Linked DNA regions of Sus scrofa: region 1 is linked to region 2. The links are chromatin contacts, called in public HiChIP or PLAC-seq maps. All regions are on one chromosome and are shown on one strand. The core of a region is the stretch at or near the end of the contact, and the rest is flanking DNA. Distances in the headings are between cores, read along the strand shown. Region 1 overlaps MAP4K4 (mitogen-activated protein kinase kinase kinase kinase 4). Region 2 overlaps RFX8 (DNA-binding protein RFX8).

Region 1 (5,366 bases), core at 2,710-5,209, 310 kb before region 2:
TCCCAGAATTATAAAAGAAACCTGATGTTTTTATACTGAAATCTGAACGTGACTGTAAAGAGACAGGTCTTCCACGTCACCCTCTCAATTAGTTTTCTTAAGGCAACTGTCCATCTCCAAGGGCTCCAAAAAATACCTAAAAAGAAATTCAAACTACCTCTATGAATTCTAGAGGGCAGGTTTTTCTTTTCATTTTCTGCCCCTTTTAGAGCCACACCTGCAGAATGTTAAAGTTCCCAGGCTAGGGGTTGAATCAGAGCTGCAGCTGAGGCCTACACCACAGCCACAGCCACACTGGGTCAGAGCTGCATCTGCAACCTACACCACAGCTCACGGATCCTTAACCCACTGAGCGAGGCCAGGGATGGAACCTGTGTCCTCATGGATACTATGTCAGGTTCTTAACCCACTGAGCCACAACAGGAACTCAAATGCATTTTTCCTTAAACCTGCAGTCTTCCAGAAAACTTAAAATATAAAAGGCAGAGTAAATTTATCTACAAAAATAAAGTAACATTTTACATTTGTAGAGTAACACAAGAATTAAGATTTCAGTTCATTTGCATAGCCTTTTACTTTTTAAAATTGTCAGATAAATAGAAATCCACTCGAATAACAGAAGTATGTAATGTAGGGGTAGAGAGAAAATCAGCGATGGATGACCAAAAGGCAAGAGGCCCACTGACGACTCATGTGTACTTTTCAAATACGGACTTTTCAAACACTGCCAGTGCTGTCAGGATGGCTCTACTACTGAAAGGGGTCATCTAGAAGCTCCTAAACAGTAGTTTAAGTTCAGAAACTTGCTCTAAGGTCACAAACCAGCTTTCCAATTGGCTATAAATAACATTAAACATTAGAACTTTTTCTCATAAATACTGCAACAGACTTTAACAGCTGACACCCAAGTCCAAAAGACAATTTTGAAAGCCAGCATTGAGCATCATTACAGTGATTTATAAGTTTAGACAGGGGAGTCCCATAAGCACCAGAGTTAGTTTCTCCTCCCCTCCACTCTTTCTTTTTAATAACTTGAATTTGGGGAAATAGCAAAAAATAAACAAACAAAAAAATCCCACAACCACTACCTATTTAAGTCTCATTTCTTTCAACTATTTGCCAGAGTCCAAACTACGATGGAGCTTCGGCTCTCAAAGTCAGCTAGGGATGCAGACCCTTGGCTGTCCTGAAAAGAATCATCTGCAAAGCAGCATCTAAAGAGCAGCAACCCAGGGGGCAGGGAACACGGAGGAGGAAAAACATGCACGAACGCCCTGGCCACGCCCCCTGCTTACCCTCAGGATCTCCCGGGAGATGTAGGCAATCCAGTCCTCCTTGAGCGTGTTGCCCTTGGTGTTCTTCACGAGGTCTGTGATGGACCCGGCCCCGCAGAACTCCATAACAAGCTGGAGGGAGAGCAGACACACTTCGGCCACCACGTCCTGGACTGTGGTCTGCAACTTGCAAATCCCAGCCTGCGCGGGGCCCCTGGCCCCGCCCTCCGTACTTAGCAGTCCCTCGCCGGAGCTCTGGGGAGGCACCCAGTTCATCTCGCCCCTCGACAGTTTCTGCAGGGACGGGTGCAGGGACGGGAACCCAGGAGCCCGGGGTCCCTCGTGTCCCACAGCGCAGCCCTGCAGAGGGGTCCTCCTCCCCCGAGCTCAAGCAGGGGCAGACGGTTTGTTCCTCATCTATGCCCATGATCAGAAATCTGATCCAGATACTTCCTATCCAGCGTTCTCAGTCCCCAGTGTCCAGAATGTTCTATTATTCACACACTGTAATCCCCGAACTATTCTACATTAACTGGGTTTAGTACCAAAGAGAAATGCTGTTTTTAAGCAGCATGTATTTTTTTTTTTTTTTTTTTTTTTTGGTCTTTTTGCTATTTCTTTGGGCCGCTTCCGCAGCATATGGAGGTTCCCAGGCTAGGGGTCTAATCGGAGCTGTAGCAACCGGCCTACGCCAGAGCCACAGCAACACGGGATCCGAGCCGCGTCTGCAACCTACACCACAGCTCACGGCACGCCGGATCGTTAACCCACTGAGCAAGGGCAGGGACCGAACCCGCAACCTCATGGTTCCCAGTCGGATTCGTTAACCACTGCGCCACGACGGGAACTCCAGCATGTATTTTTTTTAAGACCTTATCTTAATGTCTGAACAATATGAACACAAGTTGTATTAAGGGACTTAGATAACGAACTATTCTAAAATTTTAATTATGTTTGGATATAGGCAATGGATGTAAAGGTAACTGTTTCCCTTTTACTTTCTGAATTTTGCAAATTTTCTCTAATAGCTTTTTTTTTTTGATGGTTAACACCCAGGGCATATGGATGTTCCCAGGCCAGGAACTGAATCCAAGCTGCAGCAATTATACCGCAGCTGTGGCAATGCTAGATCCTTTAGCCCACCACACCAGGCCAGGGATCGAACCCAAGCCTCCTCAGCCGCCTGAGCCACTGCAGTCGGATTTTTAACCCACTGTGTCACAGCAGGAACTCCTCTAATAGCTTTTGTAGAAATTAGAGGGAGCATTAATCTACCTGCTCTTTAAGTCCAGTACCTCTGCCATAACTAATGGGATAACGACAGATCTGACACTATCTCAGTGTCACCATCTTGAATATAAACATGTCCAATAGGAGATAAGGTTTTGACTGTGTCAATTTTATAAATTTCCTGGAAATTCACTGTTCTGAAGTAACTATTATCATTAATGTTATTAATAAATTACTGAATTTATTATTATTTTCTTGCAATTTGTCTCCTATTCCCATGTAGTAAAGATGCATTTAGTTGAGATTCCATACTGATTAATTTCCATAAAGTTTTTATTATATGGCTTTTATTTTCAAGCTCTTAATTTACTTGCTACTTCGTTACTTTTTTAACGTGCCATTTGATTCCTGAAACACAAAGTTACCTCTTCCATGCAATGTGAAATCAACTTCAAAATAAATATTCAGGACACCTTCTACCCTAAGGCCAAGGAAGATACCATATTTTATCCCTTTTTCTTTGCTCCTCCCCGCCCCCTGAAGGTCCTTAATACCCTTTTAATACAATCGAAGAGGAAATCCACTCCACGAGATGTGAGGAAACATCTGCCTACCCAGAGCTGGTCATCATGTCCAGGGGGGCTCTTTTTAATAAAAGCACCGTAATATGTTGCAATATTTCTATGATGAGAATATTTCTTCAGCATATTTATCTCCAGTTTGATTTCTTCCTCTTCATCCTTCAGAAAAAACACAAATAAAACATGTGGTTTTTTTAATGACATGCATGATTTTATTTTCTCCGCAGGCAATCAGAGGTTCCCAGATATTAACAATGAGCTTGAATGAAAAAAGAAAATGTCTTTTTTTAAAACAGAACTTTCAGTTGGACGTAACCACCTTAGAAACCACATACACATCAATCATCTTACACCAGTGATTCTCACGGCAGTGGCTTCCAGCTTGGCCTGGAGACCGGAGTACTAGAATATAACAGCACAGTGGTGACTGGCAGGGCTGTCATGTGACTCCACAAAGACAGAGCAGAGTCACATGGCCAAGTTCTAGCAATAGTCTGTGTCATAATCCTCAATCAAACACCACATGCATGAACATCACACCAAATGCGTTTCGTTTCAATCTGTGGTTGATACATGGCCACTTTTACGGTGGTAATGAAAAATGAGAGGCTGGACGACTAGGGTAACTATCTTAATTCTAAACAAAGCCCGAGAATCACACACCTCTACTTGGGACCCTTCTTCAAAGGGACCTGATGCTATAAAGCAGAAAAAGACAACTTACACTCGTGTCAGGCACAAGGCATCGAGCCCCAAGCAGAACTAGGAACAGGAAGCCCACCCACCCACAGCTTTAGCGTGAGCTCACACGTGCACGCCCGGCTGGGAGGGACCACAACTTGCCACAAAGGCCTGTGGAACTGCTCACCCCCGACAGTCTCTGGGCTCCTGGGCAGGACACCCCAGTGGGGCTTGAGGAGAGACTGCTCTGCCGGCTCCTAACAGAAATGACCGTGTGGTGTGACCACAGCGTGACCACAGGTGTGACCACAGCCTCGCTCCTGCTGCAAAGACAGGCCATGCCACTCCCTCACTCCCGGAACCTGGGCTCCAGATTAGAAAATGAGCTAAAGGTCTGATTTTTTTTTCCGCTTTACCCCAAACCAGTAAACCTATAAGGATCTGAGATACAAAGATTACACAAAAACAAAAGATCAATACTGAATGAGAATAGGGAAAAAAATCAAAACACGACAGATTTTAATTTTGTTTCTCTTAAGAGCAGCCCCTCCCTTCCCCGCAGCTCAGCCTTGATGGCTCTGTCCCTAACCCCCCTCCCTCCCTCCGACCCTGCTGGCCACAGTATCCGGAGATGTTCTGCCCTAGGTTGCCCTTCTTGACAGAAAGCAAATGCTCCCTACAGTTCTCCCACGAGAAGCTTCCTGAGCAATAATTAAGGGTCTTGACATATTTTTTTCTCCTAGTGACATAAACCAGTATCTTTCAAGATCTAACTATTCATCACTCTATTTAAGAACAAGCAGAAGTTCCTTGGTGGTGCAGCGGGTTAAGGATCCAGCATAATCACTTTAGCAGCTCAGGCTGCTGCTGTAGCACGGGTTCGATCCCTGGCCTAGGAACTTCCACATGCTGCGGGCACAGTGCCCCCCCCTCAAAAAAACATCAGAAAGAACAACCAAGAGCTTCCACTCCACAGGCACCTGATGTTTTCAGAGCCCACGAGTTAAATCCTCACATACACATTGAAAATTCTTATAGGTTTGCATTCACACCTGCTGGTGTGAAAAGCACTTAACACACACACTGGTGATACCACTGGCAGATCATCGCGGCTGGGTGCATCTCCCCGAATCTGAGATGCTGCTGGACAGACACCCAGTCACTTCACTAATGAAACTGTTACTATCGACCACGGACACACACTGCAACATCTTCGAACCTGGGCTGCGTGTTAGCATCAATGAACTAAGACGTAAGAACAGCTTTAATACAATCATGTTCAGCAAGCTTTTCTAATATGACTGAAACATCCAAATATTTTCCACAACTATAGGAATCAGATCAACAGGACTTGCCAGAGTTTTCTGGGGTCTTAAGCAGTCAAACCCTGGAAGCAGACAGAAGTGAACTACAGATACTGAGGGAAAGCACAGCATCCTATCCAATCGCTATTTTAGGAGAAGCATTATATGTGCACTTGGAAACATCCCTTCTCTTGCTTCTCTGATTTTAAAATAGACAGCTACTGCACAGTGTAGAAAGTAAAAAGGCGCCTGGGACCACTCACTGTCTAATTACAAGGGCCCACCTTGGAGGAAAT
Region 2 (5,591 bases), core at 726-3,225:
AGAGGCCAGACAAGAGAATTCAGGCAAGGCTTTATTGGGACCCCTAATGCAGCAGCGGGGAGAGAAAACAAGTAACAGTTTCCCTTGCTTGCTCCCTGGTTGGGGAGTGAGTAGCTGGCTCTTCATTTGAGGCTGGTTCTTCATTTGAGGTGGGCCCAGGGGTCAGGCCAGAGGGTTGGCTTAGGTGATCTGCCCACCCCTTTGGTGGTGCAGGGGGCATGCGTAGTACCTGCTTTTTGCTGGGACACCCTGCTTTTGCTCTGGCTCTTCAGAAGTGGCAGTTGGGGTTTTAGGTTTTTTTGTATCTTCTTGCCCATAATTGGCCCCAACTGCTACATAGTTACTTTTAGTCTCTTATGGTTTCTTTGCATTTTGTTGCTGAAGGAGATGTTAGTCCAGGTGCAAAGCACTGCAGCTACTACAGCAAAGGGTCCCAGGTCCCAGGTCCCAGCCTACCTCACAAATATGTTCCCAAAACACTGGCATTGTGAGGCCCATTCCTCTAGCCAAAATCCTCTCCCCTGAAACACGATCCTTAGTAGAAACTCTGTACTTTTGATAACCATAAAATATGTAGCAGAATCTTCCAACATGACAGCTGCTCAAATATTCAAAACAATTACCTCTCTGCTTCCCTCTTCTGCTGAATGCAGGCTCCCCATTGGTCACCTTCCTGCCCACTGGTCTCAAGACTCCAATTTATTGGTGTTTCTTTTAAAAGGTGGGGTCCCCAAGGGTCCAACCCAGAATCTCAGGAGGGCTCAGAGGATGGGGCTCTTGTTTTCATTTTGTAATTTGGGGGGCTACTTTTGACTATTATCCTTCCATGTCCCTCTCTGCTGGTTTCATTTTAAGCTTGTGGTCAAGCAAAAGCAAATATTTATTTTTATTAACGATTTTTATTTTTTCCATTATAGTTAGTTTATAATGCTCTGACAATTTTCTACTGTACAGCAATGTGACCCAGTCACACATAGATGTATACATTCATGTTGCTGCAAATGGCATTATTTTGTTCTTTTTTATGGCTGAGTAGTATTCCATTGTGTACATACACCACCTCTTCATCTGTCAATGGACATTTAGGTTGTTTCCATGTCTTGGCTATTGCGAATGGGACTGCAATGAATGTACGGGTGCATGTGTCACCCTCAAGTATTTTTTTTTCTTCCGCAGGATTTAAAATTAGGCTAGCCCTCCCAAAACAGCTTGGTAAACTGTGAAACACCCTATGTCAGTACAAACTACTGTCCTTGTCGTCAGATTGTTGTCATCCTCGGTCCAGCTGGGACCCAAGAGAGACTGTTCCCTACTTCCTCTGTTCCAGCTTCTTAGCGCTGACCTGCAGTATCTTCTAGACTCTTCCAGTCCCCCGCCTTCTCAGCCTGCAGAGGCTCGCCTGTTGGAAAGCATGTCTCTTATCCTCATGCAGTAAATCAGGAGCAGGAAAGCCACGTGCCAGGCCTTAGGCTCTGGAGCTCGCTGGGTGTCTGTGGGTGAGGTTTTCCAAGCAGCCAGGAATTCCTCGGCTGTCTTATCATTCAGCCCACATTTCCCCCTGTCGTCACTCCGTATCCTGGGACACTCCCTCCCAGGCTCTGCTCATCCTGGGTAGCCTGGCCCTGCAGCGCCTTCCTTATCTGGCAGCCTTATCCCATGGAAGGGGGTGCCTTTAATTTGACATGTTTTGGCTCTCCCTGCTTCCTTTGTAAAGAAATCAAAGGCTCTTTTTCAAAACCTCTCTTAGATTTTTCTCATAAGTGGTTTCCTTTCCGGGGCAGTCCTGGGGCAGAGGGTTCGAAGAAAGAGTTAAAAAGAGCCTCCAGTGTGTGACAATGGGCATTTGTTTAGCGTTTTTGATGTTCCTTCTTCCCTGGGAATCCATTCCCCCCCGCCCCAAGACACTGAGGTACTGGCTTTCAGTCCTCACGGGGAATTTGCTCAAAGAATGAGCCGTTTCAGCAGCGCTGGCGTTGGGAAGGGACCCTGTGCTGCTCAATCCGTGACTAAATGGAGAAGAGACAGGAAGGGGAAAAGGATGTGATCCCAAAGCGTGTTTACAGGAGAAACAACAAAATACCCACTTCTCATTTCCTGCCTCCTCCCCTGGGAATGGGGTAGATTCCAGATTCCACACTGAGTTCCTGTGCAGATGTTGGGGTGTTTCTTGCTCTGCTTGGCAGTCCTGGGCATGCGACGGTCATCGCCCTCCCCCGGCAGGAGGTAGCTTCCATGGATGAGGGAATTTCTAAAATGCTGACTTCCTTTTTTTAAAGTAACATTTCCCAATGTGTTTCTGATGATAAAATAACACATTCCCTTTATAGAAAATGTGGGAAGTGGAGAAAAGTGTATCAAAGAAGAAAATGAATGCCGGCTGTGGCCCCACTGTCCGAGATGCAGCGACACGTGTGGTTCATTGGCAGGCCCCCTGCCCAGGCACACACGTGGGAAGCAGGAGTGGAGGAGCGATCACAGTGGCCTCTCTGTTTGTTTCCCACGTCCCTTCAGTCCTGCTTACTGGGTGGTTCTTCCTCCCTCTTGACTGAGCATCTGAGCAGCAGCCTGACTCTCTAGAAATCCTGGAGTGATGCAAAGCCCTGTGGTTATTCTTGTTTGCTAGACAGTATGTCTGATGCTTAGCATGTCCAGCCTGATAGGACATCCAGACTCTGAGCTAGGTCTAAAGCAAGGTTTCTTGCCAGCCGAGAACCAGGCGCAGGGGCCCGTTCTTTGTCCCTCACCCTTCTCCCACCACCCCACTGGGTATTGGTTGCCCCCACTCCCCAGGAGTAGGAGGTAAAAGTGGCTGGAAAGTTTCCACTGCACAGCTTCATGCTTTGGGGACCCAGGCAGACCCTTGTCCCCTGGTGCCTTTGGTGGCTTCTGCAGATCCACCACAGGGAATATTCTAGCATGCATCCCTGGCCTTGGCAAATGAATCACCGAAGCCTGGCTGCCCATCCCAGGGCCTTGCTGGGCAGAGTCCAGGCTCTCCCACATGTCAGCCCTTCATCACACGTGGCCAGCTTCTGGCCACCAAAACTATCAGCCGTACGTGGCCTGAACAGACTGCGGATGCGCTAGAGCCAGCTGCCGTGCTCCCTTGCCTGCCTGCCAGTGCCCCTGGCCAGCCATCACTTGTCCCCCTCCACTCCCCGGAGTCCTGTGCCAGACACTGACTGCAGGGTCCTCCCAGTAAGTCCTTCCAGCAAGCTGTGAACCCCTTTCTGTGGGGCCTGAGGTGACTGGACCACCTCGCCCTGCATCCCCTTCTCAGGGAAGGGGTGGTCTTGCCACGAGAAACCCCCTTGCATGTCCTCATCCTCCTCTCTACCTCATGGTAGGTGATTTGCATTGAGGGCTTTTTGGAGTTTTAAAAACAAACTTTAGCTGCATGCCTGATGGCACAAGTGCCCAGGGGGCCCAATGTTACCAAAGTTCACTTTGCTCTCCGGTCTCTGGCGTCATCACTACCTGTCCTCTTGTGTTGGCACCACATGGACAGATGGACTGAAAGATTGACATGTGGGTGGATGGATGGCCATGTGGATGATCAGACAGACGGATAGACAGACAGCCCTAAGCCTGGAATTAGACTAATTATGTCGTAACCATGAGCGAGTTATTTAACCATTCTGTGCCTCGACTTTGTCATCTGTAAAGTGAACATATTCAGAGTGTTAATAATAGTACGTTTTTCATGAGAGGATTTTAGGAAATTAATGAGAAAATATATATCAAGAGAATTGCACAGTCCTGGCAAATAGGAAGCACCCAAAGGACGCTCATTTTTGTTGTTAAATACATAACTATCTTCGTTTAGAATATCGTAAACATTTTCACCCTAAAATGTTTCTAAGTGAGAGTTCCTGTGTGACTCAGTGAATTAAGGATCTGGCGTTGTCCCTGGTTCGATCTCTGGCCCCGAGAACTTTCGAGTGTCATGGGTGTGGCCAAAAAAAAAAGAAGCTATTTCTAAATGCATGTTGTGAAATGGATGTGAAATATTGTTTGGGTGTTCCAGAATTCATTTAACCATTTTCCTTATTGGAAATTGAGGATGTTTGTCACTTTTCTCTATTCTAAGTAACCTAAGTTTCTATCTGTATCTGGTGATTTCCTCTGGAGAGAGTCTAGGCTGTTGTAGCCCCACGTGGTAGTTTTTTTTTTTTTTTTTTTTTAATTTTATTTTTTAACTTCATGATTTTTATTTTGTTCCATTTTACTTAATTCTGACTATTTCTACTGTACAGCAAAGTGACCCAGTCATATGTGTATGTGTGTATATACATATATATTCTTTATCTCACATTATCCTCCATCATGTTCCATCATAAGCGACTAGATATAGTTCCCAGTGCTAGACAGCAGGATCTTGTTGCTTATCCACTTCAAATGCAATAGTTTGCATCTACTAATCCCAAACTCCTACTCCATCCCCACTCCCTCCCCTCGTTTGTTCCTGAAGTCCATGAGTTTCTTTTCTGTGGACAGGTTCATTTGTGTGTATTGTCTTACCCAGAGCCAAAATATTCTTAACCCAGGAAATTTGTTGGTTCAGAGCTCTGTTTAGCTGTTTCACCTTGCACTTCTGTAGGGCTAAGGAAGGTGAGCCCTTTGGCATGCCTTTTGGTCATATGTACCCACATTATCACCAGATCACTTTCTGTTGGGGTTTTAGTGTTTTTCCTCTTGATTTATGCGAACTCTATATACTAAGTAGATATGTTGTTTTATTTGTCTTTTGCAAATAATCAGCTCAGTTGGTTTTTAAATTGTAGCGGTGGTGTTCCTGATCATAAAGTGACATCACAGGATGGTCTGGGGTTGGAATTACTCAGTAAAGAACGATGGGCTGATTACTCTGCTGCCCAGCAACTAGGTCATTCATTTCTGCTTCTCTCTCTGACACACCAGGGGATTTGTCACGACCTTGAATCTGAGCCTGCTGCCTACTTTGTAATAATTCTTCAGGGTACCTATTATTTTACAACTAGACACAGAGGGCAGGTTTTAAGTGATTTTCTTAAGGGGATATTGTGAGAATCTGTTGTTGAATGTAGGAATGTCTGGCTCTGAATTCTGCATTTAGTCTTTGCTGACTTTTCCCTCTTATCATGTGTTTTTCATCTGTACACTTACTTTCATTGTACATTTTGGAAGGAACCTCGATTTGACCTCATGACCCCAAGGTTTGATGGTGCCAGCCTTGCCTCCTGGCCCTTCATTGTGCCTCCAGCCCCAGGTTTGGGCAGCTTCCTGTAGGAGGAGGTAGGGTCCAGAGCCAGACGAAAGACACATTTCAAGACACTGTCAAATCCTGCTGCTTGGAAGCTAAGAATAAAAGGAAGAGGAAGGCAGGATCAGAGGCCAAATGATTATAGGGGGAGTTGTAGAAAATTGCAGAAATCATTACATGATTGCTCGGAACATCCTGTCTTCCTGCTCTGTATTTTTGTAATAATCCAGGATTTCCCTTTTCAACAGACATGCACTTGGATACCATGCTTGTCATGGACCTTTAAACAGAACAGACGTCTACTTTTTTCTCTTTTCTTTTTAGGGCCGCACCTATGGTGTATGGAAGT

What was found. HiChIP or PLAC-seq counts read pairs in DNA pulled down with a chosen protein or histone mark.
Region 1: a contact with region 2 is called in an H3K27ac HiChIP or PLAC-seq map of alveolar macrophages. The contact joins two enhancer-like sites. A contact is called at or near these places in 2 of 47 Hi-C or Micro-C datasets (embryonic fibroblasts and epiblast stem cells) and 2 of 2 datasets of contacts at active chromatin or transcription factors (alveolar macrophages and skeletal muscle).

Annotation. Positions count from the first base shown.
Region 1 is chr3:52,544,027-52,549,392 of Sscrofa11.1, forward strand. It overlaps MAP4K4 (mitogen-activated protein kinase kinase kinase kinase 4), which reads right to left. Exons shown (of 29, transcript XM_021087163.1): 4 at 3,119-3,244; 5 at 1,296-1,406. Among named protein-coding and RNA genes, the nearest start is that of MAP4K4, 100 kb to the right of the region's middle. Within about 2 kb of position 3,960, at least 14 of the 83 cell types and tissues checked have an H3K27ac peak or open chromatin away from gene starts, as enhancers often do. A contact at or near this core is called in alveolar macrophages, where this site is marked.
Region 2 is chr3:52,854,131-52,859,721 of Sscrofa11.1, forward strand. All of the region lies in intron 2 of RFX8 (DNA-binding protein RFX8), which reads left to right. Among named protein-coding and RNA genes, the nearest start is that of RFX8, 16 kb to the left of the region's middle. Within about 2 kb of position 1,976, at least 15 of the 83 cell types and tissues checked have an H3K27ac peak or open chromatin away from gene starts, as enhancers often do. A contact at or near this core is called in alveolar macrophages, where this site is marked.